Regions from separate parts of the Mus musculus genome. Here region 2 is linked to region 1. The links are chromatin contacts, called in public promoter capture Hi-C maps. All regions are on one chromosome and are shown on one strand. The core of a region is the stretch at or near the end of the contact, and the rest is flanking DNA. Distances in the headings are between cores, read along the strand shown. Region 1 overlaps Mtss1 (MTSS I-BAR domain containing 1). Region 2 holds the start of Gm36617 (a long non-coding RNA gene).

Region 1 (6,109 bases), core at 3,231-5,730:
TTTACCTCTACTGGGTGTGTTTAGAGTCACATCTTGGTGGACGCTGACTCGTCTCAGTAAATATGTAATGTGTGCTGAGAGGGAGGTGGCAGGCTTCACACTGGCTTGCCCTGCTCAGATCAGAACCTACCCATCTGTGTGTCAGTGCTATACTCAGCAGGAGGAGACCCGCTGTGCTCTAGGATAAGGAGTGACTATGCGGTGGGGTCCCTTGGAGACGCACGATTGGACTTCAGGGTTCAGTACAGAGGAAAGATTATCCGTGCTGATTCTGAGCGCTTCTGGAAGGCTAGACCTAGAGCCCTGTGAACACCAGGGACAGACGGCTTGCCTTAGGTGGCCCAGGCTTGGGATGTGTCCCTTGCTGGAGTGTGCTGGGAAACCACCTGTTGTCACAGTGTACAAAGATGCCGGGGTTAAACATCAGCTGGGTGGCTATATTTAGGTTATTTTCGAGCCTTGGGATTCTGATAGGCTGATACTACTTCTCGATAGCCACCTGTCCTAAGGAGGGGTTTCAGTCATCTGGCTCCCTCCTTGTGCTCTGTGTGACAAAGTTAGGAGAGTAGATGGAGCCATGTTGTATGCACCAGTGACCAAGGAGAGAGCCTTGTATATCCTGGGATTTGGTTGGTTTTGTTTTGTTTTGTTTCCCCCAAGACAGGATTTCTCTGTTTAGCCCTGGCTGGTTTGAAATCTGAAGATGAGACTGGTTTCAAACTCACAGAGATAGATCTGCCTGTGCCTGTCTCTCAAGTGCTAGGATAAAAGGCGTGTACCACCACTGCCGGGCATGTTCTATATTTTTAAAATTTGGACCCATCATGTTCATACAAAATGCTGACTCCAAGGTGTAGGTGTTTGGCTTTGTGGAGCTAGGTTCCTGTTGGTGTCTGTGTTTATTTGCAAGATTATAGGGACAGGCACATCTGAAACGGTTCCAGGGCTATTGCCTGTCTCTAGTGTGTATATCACAGAACCCTACAGAGGAGGATCACATCTGCAGATTGTTCCTTGCATGGTTGGAATTGGGTGCTTGGCTCATCACACTGTGACTGATTGCTGGCTTTTGTTCTGTCCTAGGGGAGCTATCCAGTTTGGGAAGACTTCATAAACAAAGCCGGAAAGCTACAGTCCCAGCTGCGGTGAGTAGACGCGTGTATTCTACAGGAGAAGGCGACATCCTTAGGCAAGACAGAGGGAGGTGGATCGGCACACACGTCTGGCTTAAATTTAGAAGTGTCACAGACAGAGAAGCGCGAAGCAGGCACCTAGAGCCGTATCAATTCATAGTCTCCCGTCCCACCTTCACACCCCAGTCCCGTGTGAACCCAGACTCAAGTCTGCTCTGCCTCCCACCGTAGGAATTCTTAGAGTTGATTCCATAGAGTAGTAATGGGCAATGTTTGTATGGCGCCCACTGGGTGCCAGGCATATCAGCCCTACAAGGTTAAGTACAGGCATTTTCCTGGTCAGGAAGCAGAGGCACAGATAACAGCCCGTTCATAGAGAAGCCATTAGTGACAGAAACCGATGTAAACATGAGAGGTCCGGTTCCAGAATCCAAGTTTGTTCTCATCTACCTGTATTGTCTTTCCACATAGAGAGTTTAGAGCTCCAGTGTAGACTGATATACGGTTCCATTTACATGGAGTGGGTCTCGGCAGTGGTAGGCTGGGCCGCGCAATCCTAGGTTTACTAGACACCACAGAGATAGGTGCTTAGACACTTAGAAGTATGTTTTACGGCTCAAGGTTATACCCGGAGAAGCTGCTCAAACAAGGGGTGCTGCCGGTTGTCTCTAAGAAGCCCGTATGGCCTAGTGAGCCTGTTCCATTACCGCATGCTCCGATGGACCAGATGATCACATGCTGCAGCCCCACCCTTTATGAAGTCAGTGTGGGAAGAGATACGGCTGCGCTTGGTGGCTAACCCGGGAAGCATGGGACACCCGAGAACGACTATCTGGATAATCCTCGATGGCGAAATTTGGGGGAGTGACTGGCTGGTGTTGAGTTGGATGAGAGGGCAGAGCAGTGGAGCGGGGAGTAGGGGTGTTCTTGGAAAAAGAGCCACCTGGGTGACAGACAGACAAGGGAGGGTGACTTGTCGTTTCTAAGCCCGTGCCAGGGCGGACCAGAGGTTGCTGCTCAGAGCTCTTGCCTAGAGGTACGTGGCCCAGCATAAGGGGTACATGGCTCCTCGAATGTAGCAAGAAGAACTGGGCAAGAACGCATGGGGTTCCTTTAGCTTTAGCTATGGAGGGGTGGTATTTGCAGCCTTTTATATGACCCCCAAGTAGATATTGGCCTGGCTATGTACCTTCTCCAGTTACCGGGTCCTTGACAGTCTCCTTGATTTCTGAGCTCATTGGGTTATGTTTGGGTCTTCTTCTGAAGGGCTCACCAGCCTTCTGTCATGGGGCTACCCTGGTCTGCTGGCCATTTCTCATCCGCTGTGCCTATTGCACGTAGGTTAACATCCCTCTGGTAGGAAGGAGGTCTCCCCCTGAACTAAAGCATTTACCTTTCTGCTTCCTTTTCTTGTCCAGCCTCTGATTGTGTGATGGGCTTTCAGTGTGGGCCTGGAGAAAGATTATTCTCCTGGCCTTTAGCTGGCGAGAGTAGTGGGACCTGAATTGCTGAGCTCACTGCCGGTCTTGAACATAGAAAGTAAAAGTCAAGGTAGACTTTGAAGTACCTGCTTCCCCTCCCTCCATCTAGGTCTTCTGAGATCAGGGCACATTTCTTTATCATTTTATCAAGTGAGGGTTTAATTTTGTGTCCTGGAGAAAGGCTGCGGTTACCACCGCAGACGCAGCACATCTGTCTATCTTGGAGTGTTTAAGCTGAATCATCTCACTAGCTCTTGGTGGTTCCCTATTTGCTGTGAGCTCAAGTAAAGGGCCAAGATGTCCTTTGTGCTGCCAGAAAGTGCAGTGTGACAGTCATGAAGAGCTCCTAAGTCCTCAAAATTGACCAGTGTCTTAATTGGCTGTAGAAGTCTACTCCAGTGACTGTAATGGGCAAGGCTTGTCCACGGCTGGCCCATAAAATAGGGTTGATTGGCATTGAATTGAATGAGAGTAAATAAATCAAGCCAGCTTGTCAGGTATTCATCATAAGTCAGAATGAGCTATTTATAAGTCTCAGGATGTTTGATAGAGGTAACTTTTTCAATGTTTGCAGTTGATGTCAACACTTTAAAAATATGCATGAAATGTGTGCATGTGTGCATGTGTGTGTGTGTGTGTGTGTGTGTGAGTGAGTGAGTGAGTGAGAGAGAGAGGGAGGGAGGGAGGGAGGGAGGCAGGCAGGAAGGGGGAGGGAGGAAGAGAGAGGGGAGAGGGAGGAACTTTTGTTTAAAATTAAGCAGAATATATTCTTGATCTGTTAGAAACTCTCAGACCTGATTTTGAAATTTGGCTTAAAGGACCTCCTAGAAACCTCTTGTTCCACAGACACTGTTGCTGTGTTTAAGACAGACCATTTCTTTTTCTATATTCCGAACTCTAGTCTCGAGGCTTCTTCTTGTAGTGACTTTACCTTCATAGGAGGAAGGTTCAGTAGAGACTGGAGACATGTAATAAACACTTGAAGACTATATCAGTCTTCGAATTTGGTTTGAAGTCCTTGCCTGGTAGGGGACTTTTGTTGGTTTGTCATGGTTGGGATCCTGGTCATTCCTCAGTTCGTGATGTTGTAGGTCATCGAGTGCCTAGTGCGTCCATCTGGTTGTGCTTACGGGCATGGGTAAGGATTAAGGAGATTGCCAAGGCAGGAGCTAGCCTTAGTTCTCCCCAGTGTTGCTTTTAGGACTTGAGAAGATGCCTCTGAAAGAGCATCCTGTGCCTGAACAAAGCAGAACCCAGGGTTTTAGTCTTGTATGGTTGAAGATTTAGGGAGCAAGGCTGTACCTAGCTAGCACCCTGTGTCTGCAGTGGGTTGAGCTGGGCCTTGAGTCACAGTGGCAGGTCATCAGTCACTCTGGTATGAACCAGTGATCTCTAAAATGTCTTTTGACTTGTGGCCTCAGTTTTCCTTTTTTTTTTTTTTTTTGGCAGTGAAATGTTGATCTTTCTGCTCTCCAAGATTTGGTTCCCTGCCAGTTCACGTGCACATAAATTACTTTCCTACTCTCAAGCAGATGTCACCTGTGCTGTCTATACTTTAATGATACTTTCTTCTTTGGGGTAGAAACCCCTCCCTTTTATTTCTTTGCTTAAAGTTTCACTTGGTAGCTTCCACAGCCAGGCCTCCTTTGGGGTTGAGTGCTAGGGAGAGAACGCTATCTCCTGCTAGCTCTCGTCCCTGGAGGGTTCTGCTTGCTGCGGATCGGAGGCTTTAGCCCAAGAGCTGAGATGAATTTGCCAGGGAGACATTCCTCACGCTTTTGTTATCTGTTTGCATTTCAGGACAACAGTAGTAGCAGCAGCTGCCTTCTTGGACGCCTTTCAGAAAGTGGCTGACATGGCCACCAACACACGTGGTGAGCAGATGGGAGGCTGCCTTCCAGCACTGACTGGATCCAGCACGTGGGCTCTCTCTCTCCCCCGGGCGGCTTCCCGAGAAGATACGGCTCGAGTTATCAGAGCCTGGCTGACTCACAGTTTTCATATATTTTTAACTCCGTGGGGTTGCACACATTAGAAGTTGTAACTAGTTCCCCAGATAGTGAAGTGTGTGTGAAGACTAGACAAGAAAGGAAGGGAGCCACTGTTCCTTCATGAGGCGGCTTGCTGTGGGTGTAACTCGAGGGATACGCTTAGTATAGAGCCTCGAGCTGCACCTTTGTCTTGCTGTGACTCCTCCAGCAGGTTGCCTTAGGCTCTCCCATGGTACCTCCTGGAACGGGAAGTCCTGGAGATGATGATGTGGCTACTGTCCTGGGTTCTCCACAAACAAGGAATCCTTTTATGATAGGCCCAGTATCTCGAGGGCCGTAACTGTCTCTCTGTCCCCAGTCTTAGGCTGCAGACCCTGTGAACAAGAGACAGAGTCCTGATGATACCCCACTAGACAGAGTGTCCAGAGCCTAACTGATATTTAAAATATGCTTATGAAAGCAGTGACCAGAAGGTGAAATCTTTTGAAAAGATTTCATGGTTTCAGAGAATCCCAGGAATATTCGTGACATGTGAGAGGTGCCAGAAGAAAGTGGATAGTGTAGGCCCACCTTCCTCTCAGTCCCATACAACCACTCTGTCTGCCTGCTCCTTGTCTGGTCATGCTGGGCTCCCTCGTTACCTGCATAGCTGTGAACCTGCTCTAACTTTGGGTGTTTAGTGCAAAGCTGAGGCTCCTTCCCATACCTCCAGTGGTTCATCACAACCGGCGGTGGGCACTTAATTAAATATTTATAGATTGAGACTCCAGCTCCTTTTGTTGCAGGACTGTCACGGGACCACAAGAGCCAATATGCCTCCCCCTTGTCCCCAAAAGGCACACCGTTGAGTAGGGAGACTGAGATGTGTAAATAAAGAGTGCCTGTGCAGAAATAGTATGTGTGGTAAGGTAATAGCCGAAGCTCACAGCACCAGGGGAATATCGGAAAGTGAGCAATTAACCTGGTGCCAGGGAATCAGGGACATTTTCCCAGGGGAAGTACCATTTCTCCTCCTTTCTGAGACGCCAACCGCATCCCAAAAACATTCCCATGGAAATACGACCGTGACGTCAAGCATCAGACTTCCTTAACCTGGTTTGTCTGTGTGGTGAAGGTACTAACTAACCCATGTAATTTTGAAATGCCTTTAAAATGACTTAGCTTAGATGTACCTGTTGTAGAACCTTGGGGAACCTGGATTCTAAAGGAGCTTAACATGCAAACCGATGTTTGCTGTTGTGAAAATGTGACTGACTGTCCATCCGTGTGGTGTCTCTCCTTCCCCCCTCAGCCGTGTCTGGAACTGTCAGTCATACATGCGTTATCTACTTTGTGCAAGTGCCGTGGTGTGTGTGGAGGCCAGAAGCCAGCTTGCAGGAGTTGGTTCTCTTGTTTCTAACGAGTGGGTCCCATCTTTGGCAGCAGCCGAAATTACCTGCTGAGCCTTCTCTTTTTTGAGACAGTCTTAAGTAGCCAAGACTGAGTGCCTTTGAAGGCATCTGAG
Region 2 (6,368 bases), core at 1,716-4,215, 190 kb before region 1:
TGATCTACCTCCAACTCACACATCACACCTACCCCCACTTCTCTAAAGCTTCACCCAACCATCTACTCTAAGCCACCACCACATCGCCGCAGACCAAACACTCATACTAATGTTTGAATGCTTGAAGGCTCAACAATGTTACTTACACTCAAACGGAATCCATTAGTTGGTCCTCAGAATCCATCACCACCCATCACGGTGAAAGCTCTAATTTTTAGTTGGCTGCATAAATGCCCAGAAGAAAAGCACACATTTTCCAGAGTACCATATAACTAGTTGCATTTGGTCATGTGACTGAGAAGATAGTGAGACTTTTTTTTTCTTTAATGAAACAATGTGTTTAATTAGGGTTACAACAAGGAATGTTAATGAGGGGTTATTTACAAGAACATGAGCAACTTACTAATGGCTACACCACTGAAGAAAATGTCTCTCCCTACATGAGCAACTTTTGACTCCAGCCCTAAAATGAAAGGGATGCAGAACCCACCCCCTACCTCGTCACTTCTTTTGGAACATCTCTTATACACAGCCTAATAAAAATAAGGGGGAAAAAAAAACAGTGAACAAACCATTAAGCACACAAGTAGAAATGATAATAAATGGAATATTTCCTGAGATAACGAGGGGAGGGGTGCCTTAGCTTATAACTCTGAATCTATATGGCTCCTTTGAGAAGGGAATACATGTACTGAGCCTGGTCAGATGGGACTTAGGGGAACATTATAGTTTTTTTTAAAAAGAGCATCTAAGAATCTTGACCTCTGATTAGACTTCATCAAGGCCGCCATGGGCAGAGTCCCCACCTCCCACCAGATTCTAGTGGGCTTTATGTTGACAGTCCTCAACTCCACTGGAGAGTGCAGCGCCCTAAGCCCACTGGGAACTGAGGTATGGGGTAGTAAGTGAAGTCTAGATGCCTCTTGAGAGAGGTGGGCCAAGAGCTATAAGAGGTCGCAGGACAACTGAGAATCTTTGTCTAAACCTGAGAAGCTGGATGTGTTAAGTCCCACGAGCAGATATGGGATTCGGAACCGGGGAAGCTGCTAGGCTTTGAAATGAGAGAAATTCAGGGGTGGGCTAGGAGAAGGGGAATCACATGTGCAAACTGACGCCCAGAGCTTTCTGACATTTACCGTGCCCAGGTTAGGTGCCCAGGCTACATTTACTGTGGCCTTGATCACACAGGCAGCTTAGGGGGTCTGCCCCCACCTCTTCGTGTGTGCTAGAGAAGCAAATGCGCATAATACGGAATCTCACCCAAGCCTCACACACCGAGGTCCTTGTGTGGACATTATCTCCATTTTACAAATGAAGGCTTCATCTGAGGCTCAGAGAGGGCAAAAGAGTTGTCCGAAGTCACAAGTAGGCAAAGCTGGCCTTGGGGGATAGATCCAAGCACCATCTAAGGTCACATGGAGGGAAAGGGGCACAGTGGGTCTGTTCAGAAAGCTACTTAGACAGGGTATCGCAAACCTTTGGCCTAGCAGCCAAAGACGGCGCACAGCAGGTTTGGGTTTGGCGACCTGACAAGAGGAGACTGTGCCGCCTTCAGGCAGGGACCACATTTTATCTCATTTATCACGAGGCCCCTGCTTATTCCTTCAATTAAGTCCTGCCGAGTACTAGAACTCGGGTGTCAATGGTGGCCTCATCCTAGAAAGGCCTTTCTTTAGCACCGGAAGCTGGCTGAGGACGGACATCCTCCTAACCTCACTGCCCACTCTGTGGCTAGTCCCGTACTGTGACAATGGGCCCAATAATTCAGGGAAATGGAGCCCAAGTACTCGTGTGGTCTAGTAAACTTCCAAGAAGTCTAAAATACGCAAGCCTTTCTCCTGTCTAAAAGCATATTACATGGAGGCAAGGGCCTTGTTCGGGAAGCAGGGACTGCATGCCCAGTCCAAGCACAGCAAGAAAAAGGTAAGTGGCCACCTCTCTCCCTGGGAGTTCATTAAGAGCAGGAAGCAGTTGGTGGTCTCCAGATGGGAACAGACAACAAAGCAGTTGGAACATGTTGAGGTACCTGGCAGCTGCACAAAGCTGGGGGAATTGTACGGGTCTAGGGTGTAGTGGTGCATGCTTGTAATCCCAGCTCTTGGAAGGCAGAAGTAGGAGGATTAGGGGTTCGAGGCCAGACTGAGTTAAATGCCAAAAGATGAAAGAAAGATCAGTATGAAGATTAGTCCTGATGTTCAAGCTACCTTTCAATCTCCTCTTCCTGTGTTTTATATTCTTGGGAGCAGTGTGGCAGCCAGGCTCTGGGCTTTTGCCTTCAGTCATATAGCCTGTCTCTCTGGTTTGGAATTAAATAGCCACTGCTGGGAATCCCAGGAGAAATTTGTAATTGTCCTTTGTAAAATGCTAGCTAGTCTCAGAATCCTTGGAGTTTCTTGAAGCACAGCTTACAGACCTGCCTTGCCTCCGAGATCAGTTAAAGGGACTTTGAGGTGTATGTCTATAAGTTGTCATGGGCAAAGGAAGTCACTTTCCTGAACTCAAAATAACCATCTGTGTGCTAACTTTGTCTTTAAGAGGAAAGCCATACCTTTTTGGTCAATTTAAGTGGCCATGGCAGTCTTAGAGAAAAGCAAGAATCAGATATTTTGTTTCTTAAATGTCTTGAGAATTTTTTAGCACAAAAACCGGGACATTGGAGTGGAGACGGGCTCACTTAGAAGAAAAGCGACTCCTCTCAAAAGATTAAGATGACAAATAGCAAAAGAAGGCACTCTAACCCTAAACCTCACCCCTCAAAAAGTCAATTGTGCTACCAAGAATGGGTGGGACTTATGACAATTCACGTCATTCAAACAATAACAGCCAATGAGACCTGACTCATTAGGGTCACAGCCTGCTGCCGCCTCGCCCCCCCCCCCCCCCCGCAGGTTCTGAGTTTACTGTTTTTCAATGCCTCAGCCATGCTCTCCTTCCCTGATCTGTTTTGAATTTCCTCTCCCCTAATGTGTATTTATGTCTCTCTGGTTACAAGCTGACAAGAACAGCCCCTAGCATATCTGCTTCCGCTCAGGCCCTGACGTCATTTACTTAATTTCCTCAAGTTTTCCTTTCCTTTCCATTAAACCAGATGGTCTTACGAAGGTGAAGGGGGTGGGGTTAGGGAGAGGTGGCAGCTTTGGATTTTAACTAACAAATCAATGAAATCGACCAACTAGCTGACTGCTCAAAAAAAATTGCTAATTAAAGAAAAGCTATTTAATTCTGAGTACATGGAGGAAGTTAAGCAAAGTTGAATGAATGTCCTTTCTTCCTTCCTTCCTTCCTTCCTTCCTTCCATTTACCCATCTCGTTAAGAGGCTGCTATGAATAGAGCTGTATGCCAGGCAATAAAAATCAAACTGAGAACAAGCTACTGACCTCTCTCTTGAGTAACTCACAGTTACTCTTGAGGAACTCACAGAAGGCCATGCATGTGTGTGTGTGTTTGTGTGTGTGTGTGCGTGCGTGCACATATACACACACCAAGATCTATCAGCCAGGAATTTACAGAAGTTGGCATTATCAAGTTCCGCTTCTCCTAGTGAGCAGTGTCTCACAGCTTTACAAAGGAGATGGGCATCTTGGGATGCAGCCCTAAGATGGAGTAGGAGGCCATGAATGGAAACTAGAAACCACCATAAATTCAGAATTCTAAAATGATCATTCCTTGTGTATGGGGCAAAGCTGAAGGAATCGTATGCAAAGCCCAAATAAAAAGACTGTGAGATCAGGAAAAAGGATTATCCTGGGAGAGGGTGGACCAGTGAGAGGAGCCAACCAAAGGTGACACAGGAATTTAGAGCAGGTGATATACCCTCTGTTGATCTTGAGGAAATCAACCCACCTCTGGGTGCTGAGGCCCTCAGTTCTACGACTGCAAGGAACTGAATTCTACCAAACAAATTGAAGAGGTACACAGCCCTCAGGTGCAAGCCACCCTGGCTTGACATAATGGTTTCAGGTTTCTAAGTCTGTGAGCCAAGACACTCAGGCCAGCTTTCAGCTTCAGGGACACATAAGTCTTGAGGTGGTGAGCAGCAAGCACCTTAGAATGTTGGTATCTTGACTGGTCTTGTAGCAGTCCAAAGCAAGAGAGAAAAAAAAGCCGGACATTGTATCTATTACCTGATGTGGCATTGATCATATCAGAGGCTATACCAACTTAATAACATTTAGACAACCTATAAGAAAACAAAATAGGAAATACTTTCTTCCAATATGTAGGGTGTGTTTCTGATGCTTTGAATCTGCCTGGGAACACTGAAGGTTCTGCTCCCCAGTTGGTTCTTGATCGATCAATAAAGACGCTAGCGGCTAATGGTTGGGTGGAATAGGTGTGACTTTCAGGTTCCCGCAGGCAGGCTAGCAGACTCAGGAGAGAAGAAAGGACTCACCAGGCTTTGGAGGGAGAAAGAGTCACCAGCCATGTGAGGTCTAGGGTGGGGTGGCCATTGGCCACTTCTCCGACTGGGCCTGGGATAGCAGGTGGAAGATCAGAAACACAACTAAGCTGAGGGCAGATTTAGGGTGCTGAGTTAGGACTAAAGTTAACTGAGCAACTTAAACTGAGGAAAGACTTAGAGATATTGAGATGGGAGTGAAAAGAAGAGCGTGACAGCCAAGGAAGGCTTAGAAAAGCCCGGCCACTGAGCTAAAATAAAGCATATAAAAAATGAGCTAATGTCTGTGTGTGTCTATTTCATCCGTGGATGCGAGGGAACCTGGGCCGGGGTGATGGTCCACCTGGAGCTTAAAGTGGGGTAGTAGGAACTACATGTTACGCCAATATGAAACATTTTGATATTTTAAAGTGCAACAAGAATATTTTTTGGCATTAAAGAAATAGGCCTAAACATTGTTTACAAGTCCTTTCAAGTGTGATTATGTGGTCCTTCCTGACACTGTCTCATTAAAAGAGTTGAAAAGGGGAAGGCGTGGGGATGATGGAGCTACATGGCTTGCTCTCATTTACAACCCAAGACAGTGTCTGCATCTGAGACACACTAGATGACTCTTGGTTGCTGATTCTTTTATCATGTGTACAATCACGAGCTGTGCACTTCAGGTCTACACCGGATCTTAACCTCAAGACTGAGAAGCGAGAGTGTTAAGCTCTGAGGGAGATAAACATCCTAGTATGAAACTGGTGTAAAGTTATGGGCAAAGTCACTCAGATTTATCAGCTACTCTGCTGCCTCCCAGGCACCCTGCTAAGCATTGTTGTATTCATTTACAGGTGAGAAAACAAAGCCCTGGGAACAACTTGATCAAATTCATCTGGCTACTCAGTCACAGGGCAGGGACTTGAACCCTTGTCCTTGTGAATCTGAACCTGAGACTCCTTAATGTATTGGTGGTTGAGCTTGGAGGTCTCTGCATTTTAAACTTCACCAGTGAACAGCCTACAAGTACTACAGTCAACCTGACCCAGGTTGCCAAGCTGGCCCTAAAACTTAGGAAAGCTGGACACTATTGTCCAGTTTCTGATTCCTGTGGTCCAGTGACTGACCTGTGAACTTTACCAGTGTTTGTCAAATTCTTCCATATCTTTAGTTTCTCTACCAATTCCTCCCTTGTCTCGGCCCAGGCCAGAGTTCCTGCTCTTTGGCCCTTGCACCATTTCAGCTCTCCCCACCCTCCAAGCCTTGTGAAATGGGCCCAGTTCTCACTACCATTTACTCACCCACAGAGATTCACTAACTTGGGTTTGAACACACACCACAGGCTCCTTTAGGCGCAGCTCTCTGGTTCATCTCTGGTCTTTGAGGCTCTTTGCCTGGGACCCACTTCTGCCTGAGCCTTCTTAATACAGTGTGTGTTACAGTCTTGGTGGCCAAGCGCTTGCCTGCCAAGCTCTGACCTTGGATGTCCCTTCAACTCTTGTTTGAAAAGGGATTTCCTGCTGTTGACAAGATCCCTGCGTTCAGCCTACTCCCAATTGTTGAGACACAGGAAGCCAGCTGGGCTCCCACACACTCTCTGCAGAGAACCAACCCATCTTGGCTCTTCAAAGGTAACCAGAGGCACTGCAGAGGAAAAGCTTGTAGACCTTTCTTTTTTGAGTACTGTTTCTTAATGTTGGTTTTTGACATGGCATGCATGCTGGTGGCTTGTCAACCTCAGCACTCAGAAGGCTGAGAGGTAAGGGGACTGTGACTGCAAGTCCAGCTTCAGTGGCATAGCAAGACCCTGTCTCCAAAAAGTAAGACCAAACCGCCATTATTTAACTTAAGTATAACATCCTCACAGAAAGTGTAAATATAACTACTCAGCAGTCATTAGCCACCACAGGGGCTTAGGTTTCTGACCACACATCCAACCAGTGACTCTTGTAAGTTTGCCCACAGTGTTCCTCAAAGGTAACTACT

What was found. Capture Hi-C pulls out chosen DNA fragments and counts their contacts.
Region 2: a contact with region 1 is called in a promoter capture Hi-C map of adipose tissue. A contact is called at or near these places in 3 of 130 datasets of targeted methods (cardiomyocytes, embryonic stem cells and pancreatic cancer cells) and 2 of 9 other capture datasets (adipose tissue and pancreatic islet).

Annotation. Positions count from the first base shown.
Region 1 is chr15:59,053,397-59,059,505 of GRCm38.p6, reverse strand. It overlaps Mtss1 (MTSS I-BAR domain containing 1), which reads left to right. Exons shown (of 15, transcript NM_144800.2): 2 at 1,084-1,145; 3 at 4,415-4,488. Among named protein-coding and RNA genes, the nearest start is that of Mtss1, 26 kb to the left of the region's middle.
Region 2 is chr15:59,245,673-59,252,040 of GRCm38.p6, reverse strand. Gm36617 (a long non-coding RNA gene) reads right to left here and starts at 5,834. Exons shown (of 4, transcript XR_875370.3): 1 at 5,684-5,834.